Linked DNA regions of Mus musculus: all the other regions are linked to region 2. A link is a contact called in public HiChIP or PLAC-seq and promoter capture Hi-C data. All regions are on one chromosome and are shown on one strand. The core of a region is the stretch at or near the end of the contact, and the rest is flanking DNA. Distances in the headings are between cores, read along the strand shown.

Evidence for each region. HiChIP or PLAC-seq counts read pairs in DNA pulled down with a chosen protein or histone mark. Capture Hi-C pulls out chosen DNA fragments and counts their contacts.
Region 1: an H3K27ac HiChIP or PLAC-seq map of microglia shows a contact between it and region 2, with 5 times the contacts expected there. The contact joins two enhancer-like sites. A contact is called at or near these places in 2 of 484 Hi-C or Micro-C datasets (the HL-1 cell line and Sertoli cells), 1 of 115 datasets of contacts at active chromatin or transcription factors (microglia) and 3 of 9 other capture datasets (adipose tissue, embryonic stem cells and liver).
Region 3: a contact with region 2 is called in a promoter capture Hi-C map of adipose tissue. The contact joins two enhancer-like sites. A contact is called at or near these places in 3 of 39 promoter capture datasets (hippocampal neurons and liver), 18 of 484 Hi-C or Micro-C datasets (the AtT-20 cell line, CD4 T cells, Sertoli cells and 12 more), 9 of 115 datasets of contacts at active chromatin or transcription factors (PVALB interneurons, embryonic basal ganglia, embryonic forebrain and 5 more) and 3 of 9 other capture datasets (adipose tissue, liver and pancreatic islet).

Annotation. Positions count from the first base shown.
Region 1 is chr16:85,131,988-85,134,687 of GRCm38.p6, forward strand. The region is part of intron 1 of App (amyloid beta (A4) precursor protein); the gene reads right to left. Among named protein-coding and RNA genes, the nearest start is that of App, 40 kb to the right of the region's middle. Within about 2 kb of position 1,299, at least 163 of the 459 cell types and tissues checked have an H3K27ac peak or open chromatin away from gene starts, as enhancers often do. A contact at or near this core is called in adipose tissue and microglia, where this site is marked.
Region 2 is chr16:84,966,186-84,968,885 of GRCm38.p6, forward strand. The region is part of intron 15 of App (amyloid beta (A4) precursor protein); the gene reads right to left. Among named protein-coding and RNA genes, the nearest start is that of Gm10791, 4.7 kb to the right of the region's middle. Within about 2 kb of position 1,381, at least 57 of the 459 cell types and tissues checked have an H3K27ac peak or open chromatin away from gene starts, as enhancers often do. A contact at or near this core is called in adipose tissue, bone marrow-derived macrophages and microglia, where this site is marked.
Region 3 is chr16:85,151,228-85,153,927 of GRCm38.p6, forward strand. The region is part of intron 1 of App (amyloid beta (A4) precursor protein); the gene reads right to left. Among named protein-coding and RNA genes, the nearest start is that of App, 21 kb to the right of the region's middle. Within about 2 kb of position 1,369, at least 78 of the 459 cell types and tissues checked have an H3K27ac peak or open chromatin away from gene starts, as enhancers often do. A contact at or near this core is called in adipose tissue and bone marrow-derived macrophages, where this site is marked.

The DNA of each region.
Region 1 (2,700 bases), core at 49-2,548, 170 kb after region 2:
GTTCTAAGCATCAGCACTGAAGCCTATAGGGAGATGTCAATCAACTGCTACCAAGTTCTAGCTCTGACTAATTACATAGCCCTCCTCTGATTCTTTCTCTTTGAGACTTCTGCAAAGACACGATTTAGCCACCTGATGGTTTTTCAGCTGTATATATTTTATTTTGGCCAATACATACTTACAAGGAAATATTTCAAATGTGGATACAATGTTTATCAAGTAGACTATATCTCTACTCACACTTTACCTAGAGCTATATGAATAGGAAATCCTGTACTACTTGTGGTCAGTTGTGTACAGATTTCATCAGCAAACACGTCACTATGGCCACGGTTCCCAAGGTGAAAGCAATATATGCTCAAATGGGTGTGGCATACCCAGTGAGGGTTCTTGCCACACATTATTCTGAGAAGCGCATGTACACATTCATGTAAAGATACCAAGAGACCAGTGACCAACTCAGACAGGACTGAAGTGAATCTGGGTTTTCACTTAAGCAACAATCTGTGGCCTTAGGACGTCACCTTTCTATGTGTACCAGAGTCACAGGGAATGCTTCAGGATGAGGACGTGAAACATTTTTTTTTTACATGAGCAGAACAAATATTTACATTTTATCCCTTGGTTTAATTCTTTCCAAAGCTTCATAACATTGGCTCATCGGCTGTTCCCCTGCGTTTATAACTCTCATGGTATTGTATTTTTACCACAGGGGCACTGGGTGTAGCAGAAACTGCCTTGTGGGCACAAGAAAGACTCAGAGCGAATACGGGAGTCCATGTGAAAATTGGTGATCACTTAAAAACAGCATTCCTGTCCATTGTTCCAGTCGCTTTCTGTTACCTTATCTCTCTTAGGGTAAGCCAAGATTATTTCTTCTCCGGGGTTGTAAAGAATACTCAAAGGTTTCTGTTTCCAGCTATGTGCTTGATAAGAACAGGGAGACTATCCTTCTCAAGTAACTTAGAGTCAGGCACTATCAAAGATGCCTCCCTTTTCATGGCCCCCAGCCATACCAAAACCAAAAAGCAAAACAAAAACCACTTTTTCAAATTGCCATTCCTTTGGCAACAAAGGCTCTCAGAAACACAGTGCTGGGGGGGGGGGGGGGTGGGGTGGGGGCTATAATTTTGAAAGGGATATAACAACACTCTATTTTGTGTTAGGGGGCAATTTGAAGTCAAAAGTGATAAGAGCAGTGAAGTCTTTACTGCCAGCTAGCATCCAGCTAAGCATTGTAAGTGCAGAGCGAAGGCTTGTGTTTAGTTTGTAAAGTACAAACAAGATAAACGCGACTCCACCTCCTGTGACAACTTCCTTGCTCTCTACAACATGCCTGCCTCCCTCCCACAATAAATACAAGAGCTAAAGAATGCCCGGCGTAAAAAAATAATAACATTAAAATCAAAATGCAAAGAACTTGTCGATATTAACAAAGCTGTGCAACGATATAAAATAAACCCCGACTTAGGGATATATAAGATTTTCGCAGTGGGAGCCAATGGAGAAAAGAAAGCACAGAATTCACTCTTAGGCCATTACCAATTGCAGCTGAACTTGGCCTGACCTCGGGCTCTTCCTAGAACATTCTAAAGGCAACAGCTCAAAACGCAAGGGGGATTTCTGAGCCAGGCAGCTCGGTTCACTTCCTGGTGCTCGAATAGCACATTCCTGAGAGGAGTAACATAGGCTTGTCCCACTGGGCTCCAGGATTGCACAAACACAGTGGCCAGCCATACTTCCTGAATGAAGCACCCAATCAGCTACTTTGTTTTGTTTTAGTTCTTGCAGCTGAGATGCCTTCAGCTGCACAAAGGGATTCTCAAGAGATTTCCACTCCTAACCTAACACTTGAAGTGAAAGAAAGGCTAGTGAACTAGTGAACAGAAAATACTTTCAGGATGATGCGGGAAACCAACCGCTGACAGATAAGCCAAACTCAAACTCGGTGCTGATGGCTACGGAGCCCTTGCCACTTCCAGTAGACAGGACAGAATTGTCTCGGTCGGTCGGAGGCGAAGTTTCAGGGAAGTTCTGGTTTGGTGACTTAGGATCATGTAAACATTTCCAAGGCAGTAAGCATAGCCACAGAAAAGGACTGTGGGGAGATCCAACCCAGTGGTACAGGCTCAGACAAGGCTCACCTCAGAACAGAAAGTGCTGAAAGAATAAAGAAAGGTAGGATGGTGGTGTCTCATTGGACACACCACAGGACGGGGGCACTTGTATGGATTAGGCACGGTGATGACTGCAGCAGCTAAGAAGCACAGGAGAGTGTGGGAAGGAGTCACGACATCTCAGGACGAGCAGCTAGGCAGCCTTGAGTATATACTAAATGAAGACACATGGAACTACTGCCCTAGCCAAAAACCAGAAGAGAAGGACGCTCATTGGTGTAAGAGGATGAGCCCGCCCCTTCTCAGCCCCTACAAAAGTGAATTGTATTGCAGGAGAAGGAACGTAAGAAAGGAAACTGGCAGACACAACTGCTCCTAGGTATAGTAGAGGAGAAAGTTTACTGTAAATATGAGGGAGAGCATAGCCAGAGATGGAAACATCTGGGACAGCCCAGAGTAAAGATGAGGCCGGCAGTGTGAGGAGAGCCATAAAGGGAGAGGGAAGATCAGGACAACAAAAGGACAGGAGGCCACAAAAGGACCATTGGATCATACAGAAAAGAGCCAGAGGAGAAGGGTAGCC
Region 2 (2,700 bases), core at 131-2,630:
CCTGGGAGAACAAATCCATTACTTTGGAGCTTTGTTCTAATTGCAAGTAAATCATGTTCATATTTCTCTGCACGGCGGTAGCACTGTCAGTCACATAATTTGTTTAGCTCAGCATCCCAGCTCTCTAGCTGAACACGCCCCGTGGAATCGCTTCATCCGCTGACTCGAAAGGAGCACACAATGAACAGAGAGCGTCTCTGGGATCAATAGAATTCATTACCTAATTCCTCTTTCTCTATACGTGGCTGCATGGTTCTTGGACCAATTCTTACAGCGTTTCATGATTCAACTATTCATCTGAGGCTCAAAACTAAAAGGTAAAATATGTTTTAGAAATGGAAGTGAAGACAGACAGAAGGGATGTCCGTTTGCATCAGTTGTCGTGTTTTCTGAAGTGATCCTACTGAAGTAGAATCTGAGGCTATGAAGGAAGGGCTTTTAGAGCCACCTCCTCCATGATGTTTCCAATGGAGGCAGGTTCTTAGCACCTACGTGAATTCAAAGGTAGAGGTCAGTTTGCATACCAGAGAGAATGATTTTGTTTCCTACAGATTACTGCAACACGGTCTCCCTGTAACCTACACCGCAGGGCCTGGTCCTATTTCGAGTGAGCCAGGCATCTATCTGTGACACCAGGTAGGTTTGAGCACGTGTGTCAGACATTAAAGGCAAGGCAGTGAGGATTCCTTTCTCTGGCTACACATTGTGAATTCCCGCAACTCCTGTGGGAACTCATTGCCTCTTCTGGGTCTAATGGCTCTTCCAATCTTGTCCATCAAGTATTGGAAAACTTGTCAACCCCCTGCTGACCCTGAAAAGCACAAGGTCATAAGCACTGAGAAAGCCCGTCAGCCAGTCAGCATGGCTTCTGCTGAGAGTGAGTATAATTGACAGACCTGGGCAGTCCATGCTGGGTGTGACTCATCACCACCTCTTGTCTAACTGCCCACAACGCTTCCCTTGGACAACCCACCGTAAACCAGGCTCATGATGAATGCCAATCTGCTCACAGTACAATGCTGCTCTCCCTCGCTTCTGCCTCTGGATCACACTTCCCCATTTCCTTCTAGCTGGGCCTTCCTACTCTTCTGTTCTAACTCTCACAATGACTAGCCACTGTTGTTCAAGTTCCTCTTCATGTGTTCTTAGCCTGGGTTGTAGGGAACTGTACTTGTCTACATATGTGAGTATACAACACACATTTATTATTAATAATGATTTCAAAAAACCAGAACTTTGTTCTTTTGTTCTCCGGAGCAGGGGATGATATGGTATCTATGTAAGTAGAACATGGCAGAACTGATGCCTTATAAAAGGCACCAAAGCTTCTTTCTTATTCCCTCTATTGTACTTCTTGGTGTGTGGGAAGCCAGCTGCCATGGGAAGGTACCGAAGGCTCCTGACAGCAGCCAAGAGAGTGCTTGATCTCTGTCAGCTCTAGCCAGACCTTCAGGAGACCACAGCTTTGGCAGTGTCTTCATTGTGATTTCATGAAAGAGCCTGAGCCAGAACCAGCCAGCTCTGCCCTATGCTAAAATGCTGGCTGGCTGAAACTGCTGTAAGGAGCTAAACGCTTGCTCTATGAAGCTGCTAAGTTCTGGGGCTACTTGTTACACAGCGATAGGTGACTAGGCAACGAATACAAAGGCTTAGCGCTTTCTTTTCTCACGGTGTTCTATCTGAACTTTAATTTCCTTTCATCGGGAGATCATTTTTATTAATTTAGACAGGAAAGACACAACGAGACCTGTAAGTCCCCTTTCTGTTTCATCTCATTAGCTCTGCTTGTTTTCATTCGACAGCCCTTGTCCTTGGATACTACTTGAAGAACTGCAACCTTCTATTTTTACATTACTTAAAAAAATTACCTTTATTTTTTTCATATTATAACTCACTCTGTTCTCTGTACTTCCTGACACTATTTTTTTTTCTAATGTGGCAGTGACATGAATGCTCTTTAAATCACCCCGGTTGCTTATTTTCATCTTCCTCCAAACCTTTATAAAACCTGACCTACTTCCTCGTTAGATCAACAGTGATTTCTTTCTAATGCAGCCTTCCCTCACCACATGCGAGTAGTAACACGGCAGTTAAAGTTACTTCTGAGATTTTAGTGAAAACTTGTAAGTAGTCTTCCCTTTTATATCAGGGGGTGGGGGAGGCAGAGAGCACAGCATTGCGATGAATATGTCAATTATTACGTCCCCATTTAAAACCGTATAAGCTCCTGGTATGGTGGAGAGGACACTGACAGTGTATCTGATGACAGAAAAAGGCAAAAAAAAAAAATCAAATTCACGTCACATGCTAGCACGACTGGCAATGTTCACAGTTCAGTAGTGTAAGACTCAGCAGAAAGAGTCCCTCTTTCACTGCTGTTCAGCACGTAATGGCATTTAGAAGATGTTCTACGCACTAAGCAATATTATTACAGAGAGATTAACAAAACAATAGAACAATGAAATAAATCAATAGGAAAATATCTCTTGGGGTCACGAAACTAGATTGTTAGGCCTGGAGAAGGATGGGACAGGGAATAATGGCGGGGTAGCTTAACACACCAAGTGAAGAGACTGCTGATGTGTTTTCTTATTGTCTGCAAGAGTCCAGTTTTTGCTTGGAAACATTCCAGGAAGAGTGAGTAGCTGGGATTGTCACTGTGTCTAAAAATCGGCATCATTATTGCTGTGGCTTGTGGGT
Region 3 (2,700 bases), core at 119-2,618, 190 kb after region 2:
GCAGCCTGGGGCTTGTCTCGAAAACATTTAACCCAACCCAGGTTGATACTTCCATTCTAAAAAAAAAAAAGAAAAGAAAAGGAAAGGAAAGGAAAGGAAAGGAAAGGAAAGGAAAGGAAAGAAAAGAAAAGAAAAGAAAAGAAAAGAAAAGAAAAGAAAAGAAAAGAAAAGAAAAGAAAAGAAAAGAAAAAACAAAACACCTCTCCTAGACCAGAGACTAGGTGGTGCTGTGTTCAACTCGGGTTTTGTGAATTCATGAAATATCAGAGTCACCTGAAACCATACAAAGTACAAGACGGTTTTCTTTGTGAATCTATTTTCTAGGGACCTAGGCAGAGAAATATAAAGTGTTGATGGTGAGCGGATGCTATGCACACCTACAGGACAGTCACACAGAACTAATCCTGGCAGACAGAAGTCACTGCTACCTGAGGCAGGAGCACGGCCCACCCACTCCAGAAGCCTGGGCAGAGACTACAAACCACATGACCTATCAGAAGATCTCTCAATTATCCCTGCCCGGTATGCTTTGATATGTGATAAACAACCCTTTGTTTTCAGAGGGGTTAGTGGAGCCCTTTGAAAGCAAGCAGCCTGGAATTCCGTGGCTCTCTCTAGCTGGTTCAAGCAGCCAAGGCTGTCACCGGCGCCTGGTCAACTGTGGAGAATCAGAGGGAAGGACAGGGAAATGGTCCTCGTTGTGACCAGCATGCTTTAGATTCCTTCCTAAGCTGGTTTTGTAGGGTTCAAGAAGGTCAAGAACTGCAAGGATGGATAAGCAAGGAAAGAAAGGCCCTGCGGAAAATCTTAACAACCTGGTCTCAGGTACAGTCAGGGAGGGAATTCGCCTAGAACGGAAGCCTTCCGGCTGTTTGACAGCAGCTGAAACAGAAGACAAGAACCTTGGGCAAATGGGCTCTTCTCAGCCCCTGCATTTGTAAAAAGGGGACGCAGCACTGGCCTGTACAGTCAGGACTGTATAGAAAGGTCAGAAAAGAGCTGTTACGAAGGGGCCAAGAAATGACAAGAAGAGCCATGTTAATCCTTCATTCAGTACCTTCCACATGTTATCTTTGTAGTTCTTATTAATTCAGCATGGCTCCTAACAGCACTATTAACAAATACTCTGTAGATATGGAAATGGAAGCTTAAGAAAGTTAATAATTCCTCTACAGCCGCGTTTCTACTGGGCTGTGCCAAGTCAGGACCCAAATTCATAATCTGGATCTTGCATGATCTGCAGACCCATGTTCTGAGTGACCCCCAGATCTTCTGAGGGTTCCCTTATTTGGAGCTGTGATAAAGAGAAGGAGACTCCAACCAGCTCCTCATGCTGTGGTGAGCCAACCGTCAAGTTATTTTCCTTGCCGCTTCCTAACTATGATTTTGCAAATGTTATGAATCATAACGTAAGTGTCTGTACTTCCCCGATGTTCTTAGGCAACCCCTGCAAAAAAAAAAAAAAAAAAATCTCTTGCCCAACCTTCAATGGGGTCACAACCCACAGGTTGAGAACCGCTGACTTAGACGACTAGGAAAAAGGTGATGCGAGCAGAGAGAGGCAGAGAAGACACCAAGGAGCGAGTGTGAGTGGAGGTGGGAGGAGGTCTTACTCCTCAGCATCCCTCCTGCTGCAGGGAGGGTCCAGAGCAGTTGAGAACTGGCTGATGGCTTAACAAACTCCCAGTCTGCCTTCTTATCAGTCCATCCCACCCCAAGGCTGTCTTCCTCAAGGAGAGGATGTCTGGCCCGACAGGACCCACTAGCTCAGTCCCACCCATCATTCACGTAGGCAGTGCAGAGGTGGCTCAGGAGGCACCAAGGACAGATTGTTCATGTGGTCCAATCTTAAATTCCCATTCAGCGGGGGATTACATGAAACACACTTCTGGGCACAACTGACTTCTAGAAGGTCTATCTGCTATTAATTACCATTGTTCTCACCACGGATAAGGGGCTTCTTTACACAGTCAGTATTTTCACATGTACCATAAAGAATAATGGTCTTCCCAAAACTAACAAATCACACCTCTGACATGACAGATCAGCTGACTTTTAATGCAAATTCTTTCCTTTTCCTATTCCCCCCAGAGACTCTGAAATGGCTATAAGATAGTCCAGTATTCCTCACTATCCTAAATGTTGACATGCAAAGGGAAGGCTAATGATTCACAGTCTAAGAGACCTGGAGCTGCTAAGAGCAGCTACTGGTGGCAAAGAAAAAAAAGATGGAAGAAACCAGGGGTTTGCTTCTGTAGACTAAGGTCAGTGCCATGTCCACGGGATCAGTGATAAACTCCTTCCTGATACAGCTCACACCATCAAAGATGGAAATTGATCCACATGTAGGCAGAGAGGAGTGGGTAAAAGCCTCAAGTGTCTGCTATTTCTCCGTTGCCTTCGGGTCAAAAGAATCCATACAGCAAAGTGCCTGGTCTCTGTTCCCATGAACACTCGTACTGACTCTGACTTGTCTCTTGAGCCCTTCACTTGCTTACGTAGCGCCCCTCCCCTCCACAGACTAATCCCCAGTGTCACAGGATATATCGATTGGTGAGTTTGGCTTGCTATCTACTCAGTAGTGCAGAAGTTTGGAGAGATCAGGCATTTCATGTCTTTTCATTTTTCCCCCCATGGTTGAATATGAGTTCTTCTTCACGTAGAGTTGGGGCTCAACAAATGACTTTGCCTCTTACACTG